Linked DNA regions of Pan troglodytes: region 2 is linked to region 1. A link is a contact called in public Hi-C data. All regions are on one chromosome and are shown on one strand. Each heading gives the region's core, a stretch centred on a gene start, on an enhancer-like site or on the middle of the called end of the contact. The rest is flanking DNA. Distances are from core to core; before and after follow the strand shown.

The links. Hi-C and Micro-C count contacts between places; a contact is called where the count stands out from the background.
Region 2: a Hi-C map of a lymphoblastoid cell line shows a contact between it and region 1, with 3 times the contacts expected there. The contact joins the enhancer-like site here to the promoter of CD69 in region 1. A contact is called at or near these places in 4 of 7 Hi-C or Micro-C datasets (induced pluripotent stem cells, a lymphoblastoid cell line and stem cell-derived neural progenitor cells).

What each region holds. Positions count from the first base shown.
Region 1 is chr10:16,861,695-16,866,042 of NHGRI_mPanTro3-v2.0_pri, reverse strand. CD69 (CD69 molecule) reads left to right here and starts at 1,523. Exons shown (of 5, transcript XM_520732.9): 1 at 1,523-1,799. The coding sequence starts at 1,736.
Region 2 is chr10:16,900,200-16,904,193 of NHGRI_mPanTro3-v2.0_pri, reverse strand. No RefSeq gene overlaps it. Among named protein-coding and RNA genes, the nearest start is that of KLRF1, 29 kb to the left of the region's middle. Within about 2 kb of position 2,498, at least 1 of the 24 cell types and tissues checked has an H3K27ac peak or open chromatin away from gene starts, as enhancers often do. A contact at or near this core is called in a lymphoblastoid cell line, where this site is marked.

The sequences.
Region 1 (4,348 bases), core at 274-2,773:
AATCTGTAGAGGCACTGAGTGTGAGGTTCTATTTTACATGTAATAGCAACTGACAATTTCTCTGAGCAGGTGGCAGCTGAAGAGTGAGTCGGTTAAAGGGAGAGCGAGACATGCAGGGAGATGGAAAAAAGAATCTTTTAGAGAAAAAGTAAAAGCCCTGTAGTGGTAGGATGCTTGGCATTTTTAAGGAGGAGGTTTCTGTCAGAGAGGATATTGAATAATAGGAAAAATGATAGGAGAGGTAACCAGGGGCCATATTATGTATAAAGCATTCTCAACTATTAGGTCTTTGGATTTTACGGTACATTTGATAGGAAGCCTTTCAAAGGGCAGTGGGGGGAGGAGTTAAACACTTCACCAAAATGATATGAATTAATTATAAAACAATGGTTCTAGCTGCTATGTGGAAAAGGGACTAACAAATTGACTGAAAAATAGGATGGAAGCAAAGGGAGCTTTTAGGGCCAACATGTACCTCTTTGTATCTAATGGTCCAACTAACTTGTAATCTAACTTTGTATCTAATGGTCCAAATGCATCTAATGGTCCAACTAACTTCTCTAGATGATAACTTCCAACCCACCTATGCATAAAATTTCATCAAGCTTTACTCTGAAAGCAGAATGTCTTTATTCTAAATAAGTGATATTAATAATAAAATTGAGGGCACCAAGATCATTAATCAGAGTGGTATTTTGATTTCCCTCCTTAAATCACCATACATAGCTTTCTGCATTCATCTTGCATTGACTGTCATTACTTGTCTGAATGAGACTGATACCACAGCGATGTTTTAAATAATAATCATACCTCAAAAGACTGAAGTCTCAGAGGTAATTGAAGAGAATAACCTAGAGCACAGGGGGAGAATTGAAGGAGATGTTACTGAGGTGACATAAAAGCAGTCTAAATGACAGTAAAATGTGACAAGAAAATTAGCAGGAAACAAATGAAACGGATAATTTAAGATAAACAACTTTAGAGCAGAGCAAGGAAGTTCCAGACCACAGCAAGGAAGTTCCAGACCACAAGCTTTCTGTTTCCTGCATTCTTACTTCTTACTACGTGATACATCTAGTCACCAGGGAAGAAGCGAATGACACACTTCCAAAAACCAATTCTTAGCTTTCTAAATAAAACACTTTCAGGCTGGAGAGAGATCCATGAGCATAGAGATCTTAAAATTCATGTTCAACAATAAATCCTGGGGCCCCAGACAGTGTCAGGTGCATAGGGGGTGTTCAGTAAATATCAGTTAAATGTATGCATAAATCGATGAACGGGATTCCTGGAAAATACTACACTCTCCTTCTCCAAATTATCTTCATCTCAAAGACAGGAATCTCTAACTTTTAATTCTTTACTTAGATTATGCTGTCTCCTAAACTATTTGTGTTTTCTAGAAATTTAAGGCAGGATGTCTCAGAGTCTGGGAAAATCCCACTTTCCTCCTGCTACACCTTACAGTTGTGAGAAAGCACATTTCAGACAACAGGGAAAACCCATACTTCACCACAACAACACACTATACACTGTCTGGTCCACTGGAGCATAAATTAAAGAGAAACAAGGTAGTCAAGCAAGTAGGCGGCAAGAGGAAGGGGGCGGAGACATCATCAGGGAGTATAAACTCTGAGATGCCTCAGAGCCTCACAGACTCAACAAGAGCTCCAGCAAAGACTTTCACTGTAGCTTGACTTGACCTGAGATTAACTAGGGAATCTTGAGAATAAAGATGAGCTCTGAAAATTGTTTCGTAGCAGAGAACAGCTCTTTGCATCCGGAGAGTGGACAAGAAAGTAAGTCAGATCTGATTGCCTATTTACTCTCTGGTATCTCTATATATGACATTAATAGTAGTTATAGAAGATATACTGGTAATCTCTCTATATATGATATATAATCTTAGAGAAATATACTGCTAATCTCTATGTATGTGATATCTAATGGTTGTTAGGGAAGGAAGTGAGGCTTTGTCTTTTAGAGAAGACAGGCTCTTCTTCAGGGAAGAGGTAAATCCCTTTCTATCTATAAGAAGATAGAATACCTGAGATGAGAGAAAGCCGCAAAAACGAATTTCAGAAGATCTTTAAAGATCTTTCTCTTTGCTTTAGTTTATATCATCTCAGTGTTTAGATTTAATTAGAAAACTTTCTGCTCTAGCCCAGTTATTCTCCATCATTTTTTTCATATCCATCTGTACATTCTCCAGGAAGTGTTGTCTCTCTTTATGAAAAATTATATTTTCCACATAAGCAATTACACTGTTTGCCTTCCTTTGCATTCAGTGTCCGCTTTCAGTGTACCTTATCCTGTGTTCTCATGACAGCATCCTCTAGTTGCTGGAAATGGGCAAGTTTGCCATCTTTGAGAGAACAGCTATATCAGCAGATGAAAATTTACAGTGTCCATTTGTAATTTACTAAAAAAAAAAAGTCACAAAAGAATTCCTGAAAATGCAATCTCCTGCTTTGGTATTCTTTATAGGACTTTTTTCCTCTATTTCATCCTTCTATTTAACCTTTCCAATCTCTGGCTTCAAAGACTATGTAACTTAGAATTTGTTCTTCCTTTCCTTTGTTTCTCAGCAAAACATAATCATCTTAGAAATTTTCCTCTCTTCTATTTGTCTATTCTATCCACATATCTAGTTTATTTCCTGTTACTGGGATTTTGCCTATTGTTTTTCTATACCTTACTTCTGTAAAATTTGTTGAGTTTTTCTATTTATCCCTCTTTCTCCTTAGTTAATGAGGTACCCTAAAGCACTAGCATTTAGGAATTAGTCTACTTGTCAGCAAGAGCGATCTATTAACAAAGGGATATGTGAGAAACACGAGAACTAAAACAATCTTGTGGAAAGGGATTCTTTTCTAAGCGTATGTCTACTATATTAGTTTACTTCCGAAAAACATCAGTTACTTCTCATAAATCCATCCTGTGTTTAAGAACATAAAATGTAGTGTGGATAACAAATGCAAAGCATGCAAATTTTCAGGTAATCAAGCGAGCCATTACTTACGGCACATGTGTGCCGCCAAAAAGAAATACTAATAATAATAATAACTACTCAATAAATAGAGAGCATAGGTGAAAGAAGGACCTAATACAGAAATTTTTAACTTTTCCTGATACTGTTTCAACTTTCTTTTGAATGTCTGATTTAGGCTGCCCTAGTCATCCTTGGACGTTATCCTTGGGTGATTCAATAAGTAGCAAATTGAGTTGATTTTCAACTTCTCCATTAATGTGCAGGACCTGAAATCAAAGCAGAAGTGTGCTGTTGAGGGAAATGTTTTGTCACCTAGGAGATAAGTCAAGCTGTGGGTAACAACAGCCCTCAATTGTAATCCCAGCACTTTGGGAGGCCGAGGTGGGCGGATCACGAGGTCAGGAGATTGAGACCATCCTGGCTAACACGATGAAACCCCGTCTCTACTAAAAATACAAAAAGTTAGCTGGGCGTGGTGGCGGGCGCCTGTAGTCCCAGCTACTTGGGAGGCTGAGGCAGGAGAATGGCGTGAACCCGGGAGGTGGAGCTTGCAGTGAGCCGAGATCGCGCCATTGCACTCCAGCCTGGGCGACAGAGCGAGACTCCGTCTCAAAAAATAAATAAATAAATAAATAATTAAAACAGTAGCCCTCATTAATGGGAATAAAGTATCATCTGAGAGTCATCCCAAAGCTTACTCCCTAGTTGAGCCAATGGGCTGATTGAGACTCTGGAACCCACGGGTCACTGGGGTGTGTTAGTGCTCACTGAGGAGACAGAGCTGTTGCAATACTGAGTTCAAGCAGCACGACTGACTCACATAATGTGAAGTGAAACCAGACAGAGCTCCGAACTTGGTACCTTGGGTAGCAAAGGCGGCTTCCAATGATGATTCTATACCGGTGAACAAAGAAAAATTTGCTTTGAGAAGCTGAGAAAATCGAGCTAGACAGCAGTGAAGTAAAGGCTTCTCTTGCAAAATCTGAGTGCCGATCTGTGATGGGAAAATTAACTTACAGATAAAGCAAAAGTTGATGTGGACACCAGTACCCAGTAAATTACTGTGGAAAAAAAGTCACCATCTCTTGGTCCAGTTTACCTTCAGATAAATGTTTTAAGGGTAAAAATATGTGTATTTCAAGATATGTCTTATGTAAAATTTTTTAAGTTATGAAAATCATCCATATTGAAAAATAGAATGTTTTCTATTTTGAAACTGTTTTGCATTGTCAGTTTACTTAAGCAGCCATTTTACATTTTGGTTTTTGAGAACATAATAGGGACCTGTATACTCCTTGTGGGGCCAAATTTTAAGACTCCTGACAGCTCATCCTGCAAAATTAAAATCCATAATCT
Region 2 (3,994 bases), core at 1,249-3,748, 37 kb before region 1:
AAATGAATTACCTGATTAAAAAATGGGCCAAAGATCTGAACAGATACCTTGTTAAGAAGATATACAAATGGAAAATAACCTTATTAAAATATGATCAATATCATATGTCATTAGGTAATTTCACATTAAAACATGCCATTACAGAAAAACCAACTACTATATGTTCTCACTTATAAGTGGGAGTTAAGTTATGAGTATACAAAGGCACACAGAGTGATATAATGGACTTTGGAGACTCAGAAGGGGAAGAATAGGAGGGGTTTTGGAATAAAAAACTACATATTGGGTAAAGAGTGCACTACTTGGGTGATTGATGACTGTAATAAAATCTCAGAATTCGCCACTATATAATTCATCCATGTGACCAAAAACCACTTGTACTCCAAAAGCTATTGAAATTTAAAATTTTCTTTGAAAACATTTACACACCAATTAGAAATGTCAAAATCCAAAATATGAACAACACCAAATGCTGATAAAGATGTGGAGCAATAGGACTTTCATTCTTTGCTGACTGAAATGCAAAATGGCACAGCCACTTGGAAAACATGTTGACAGTTTCTTACAAAACTAAACACATTCTTACCATATAATCCAGTAATCCCACTTCTTGGTCTTTATCCAAATGAGCTGACAACTTATGTCCACACAAAAGCCTGCTCATGAATGTTTACAGCAGCTTTATTCATAATTGCCAAACCTTGGAAGAAACCAAGATGTCTTTCAGTAGGTGAATGGATAAACTGTGGTACATTCAGACAATGGAACATTCTTCATCACTAAAATGAAATGGGCTATCAAGCTATGAAAAGGCATGGAAGACCCTTAAAATGCGTATTTTAAATAATTAAATAAATAAAAGATTTAAATAAAATAAAAGATTTAAATAAAAAGTGTGCATATTAAAAATACATGAGCTGCGAAAAATATATTCTTGAGGTACAAAACTATAAAATATCACATAATCACTTTTTAAAATAATTATGGGGCCCTTTTCTTATAGATGTTTGTAATGTGTTTGCTTACATGCCTTTAATGGATATGTGCTCTGAATTTATATATTCATTGTCTAATTATTTTAAAAGTTAATATTAAATGCCTATACATTATAAATTAATAAATCAAGAACTTATTGCTTGTCAGCTAATGTGCTAGGTACCGGAGAATAAAGATATTAGTAAAAGCTTCAACTGCCTCAAAGGATTTTATATTTACAATACAGGCTAAGCTCAAATATAGAGAAAAAGTGTATGATGGCAAGGCTTAGAAATCTCTAGAACTACATCTGATAGAACAGAAAGGGAACAAATTGACAAGACAAAGGTGGATATTAAGATACTTTTTCTGATTGAGCACTGGTAGTGGTAATTCAAACATGAAGTGATTTCTACATGTATTCTACCTGCATTATATCACTAGAACCTCTTATCACACTTTAGTTGCAGCTTAGATCGTTATCCTTGTTTGAAAACGAAGAATAGAAACATAAGAAGAATCATATTATTCTCCAAAGTTACCTAGAGATAGGAAAATTCTGGGGCTAGGACTTAGAGGCCTCAAATCTGACTTCATGGAGCTGTTTCTCCACACAAGCTTTCCCTAGACTAAAGAGTAGTACAATCGGTTCTATACTGTCTTAAAACCTTAGTCCTTCAACAGCTGGAAACACACTGCTTTGCAAATCACTTAAATATCTAGTTAAATTAGTTTTTTTTTCTTTTTATGCAAACAATGACCCCTGAAAGGAAAAAAAAAAAACACCCTGGTACTTCCATGGGATCAAAAAAATAGATATTATATAATAAAATGCAACAGATGATATAATTTCTGTGATTTCACATCAAAGTTGAAACATATATGAAAAATATATTAAAACCATGTGATTGAACATTCACATAAAGTACAAAAGACCAAAGTTTAGAAAATAAACTGCAAAATCCTCTGTTTCTGCTCATGTATCTAAGCCTTTTCTCTTGGTCATAAACACTACATAGATAGAGAAGGCAGCTTTGCTCTTAATAATACCTGAGCATTGAAGACCGTTTTCCCCAAAATAGCTTCTACCATACACGCATTCATTCTTTCACTCATTCACTCACTCAATATCAATTTAATACCTAGAATGTTTCAGATCTTGAAAGTATAATAACGTAAGATCAATGATTTATAATTGAGAAAGGAAATGTCAAATATCGGTGATGGAGTTTATTCTTACCTAATTTCTATTTTTTAATTTATATACCATGAATACTTTATGAAACACATGAAATAGAAGAGTCTATAACTTTTCTTTGTGTATTTCTAACATCTGTCAGTTTCTGGCCCACTTGTTTGTCTAATAAGTGTTTGACTAATGATCAAATGGAAAATAGAATCTGGTGAAGGTGTCCAAACGCAGAAAGGAAGGTGTTTACAGGGAGGACAACATGAGAGCCCAGCACTTTACCTCCTGACCACACAGTAGCAGGTGTTTCTTTAAGGCCTCACACCACCACTAGAGAGCAACAGTTCACAAGCGAACTGAAGGTCTACGCGCAAGAGCCCTTGCAGGAATGCAGAACAGGAAGGCTGCGAGGTGGAGGCCTTGTGTCAGAAATTGGTCTGAGGAGCTCATTTACTCCAAGGCAGTTATTTGAAACACAAAATCAAGTGATGTGCTTTAATTCGCTGGCCCTGTGCCCTCTATTATTTAACCCGATTCTTTCTTCGAGTCATACAAAACAATTACTCTAATTATTTTTTTAAAATATTTTTAAGCATCTGTCCTGATCTGGTCATTGTGCTCAGTATTGCCACACTGCCTATTATTATGTGCCTGCATTCACCATCTGTTATACAGCAGGAATAATGAATAGTTTCATCTTTTAAATTTTAGTTTTTAGGATTATCTCTCCCTCCAAAAACATTGAAATGATTACAATTATATAAACTAAAGTAATTTTGATTTAGGATATCCCCCTACTATTAAATACCAAATAAGACAACTGAATATGCATTTCAAGTTTATGAATGCAAATAAACATATATGTTAATGATTAGGAACCCACTTGTATTAGAGTCAATTGCCCTCAAGCTGGTAAAGAAATTAGAGTTTCTTTTTCCCAGCTTTATTATATAAAAAGTTTATATGCCACAAATAGGCTAATTTGATTGCTTTATAAACATATTGCCTCTTTAAAATACAAAGTAAAATAACTTGCAAAAGGAACTTGAAATCTGTCAATGTCAATCTGTTCTAGCACAATCTATCCCAAATCTTCAATAGGCCTGAAAACTCCAACATTACTGTAAATTCATTTATTTTCTTTCTTTCTTTAAGGAATAAAAAACAGAGTTAGTAACTTAGTCTGTTAGGCATTGTGCCAAAGTAAGTTCCACTAAAATTTGGGTAAACATTCAATGTGGTGTTTATTTTTTTTTTTCTGAGAATTCCTTGTCCTAAATGATGCTTACTTCCTGTTTAACATTTACGAAGAAAACAATATGCAACACATACTTTAGCTGAAGTTATAATGGAGTTATCATTACAGTTCATTACAGCCAGTCCTTGTTACCCAAGATTAGATGCATAAAAGGCTGATCGCCGGCCCCTGCCTTTTGAAAGCCACCTAATTGTAAACGACAGCATGTATTAGACTGGTGCAAAAGTCAATGCGGTTTTTGCCATAATTTCAACAGCAAAATGAATATGCCTGCTCCCCCAAAAAATGTGGTTGGAATACTCGTAAAAAAGAATAAAAAAAATTATTCACAGAGGTCTAAAATCCTGAAACCAGCTCAAAGAGTATCTGAATGTTTATATTGTTTTGAATTGAATAAAATGAGCAGTGAAAACAAACAAACAGACAGAAGTATGTCTGTTTCCAACTTATTCTGTGTCCTGGAAATAAATTTTTTCTCATTTTTTCTTTAAAATGAAATTCACACACACACACACACACACTTATGGGAAGAAATTAACAAAAGATCTCTAACCAGAAAGTATAAAATTTCA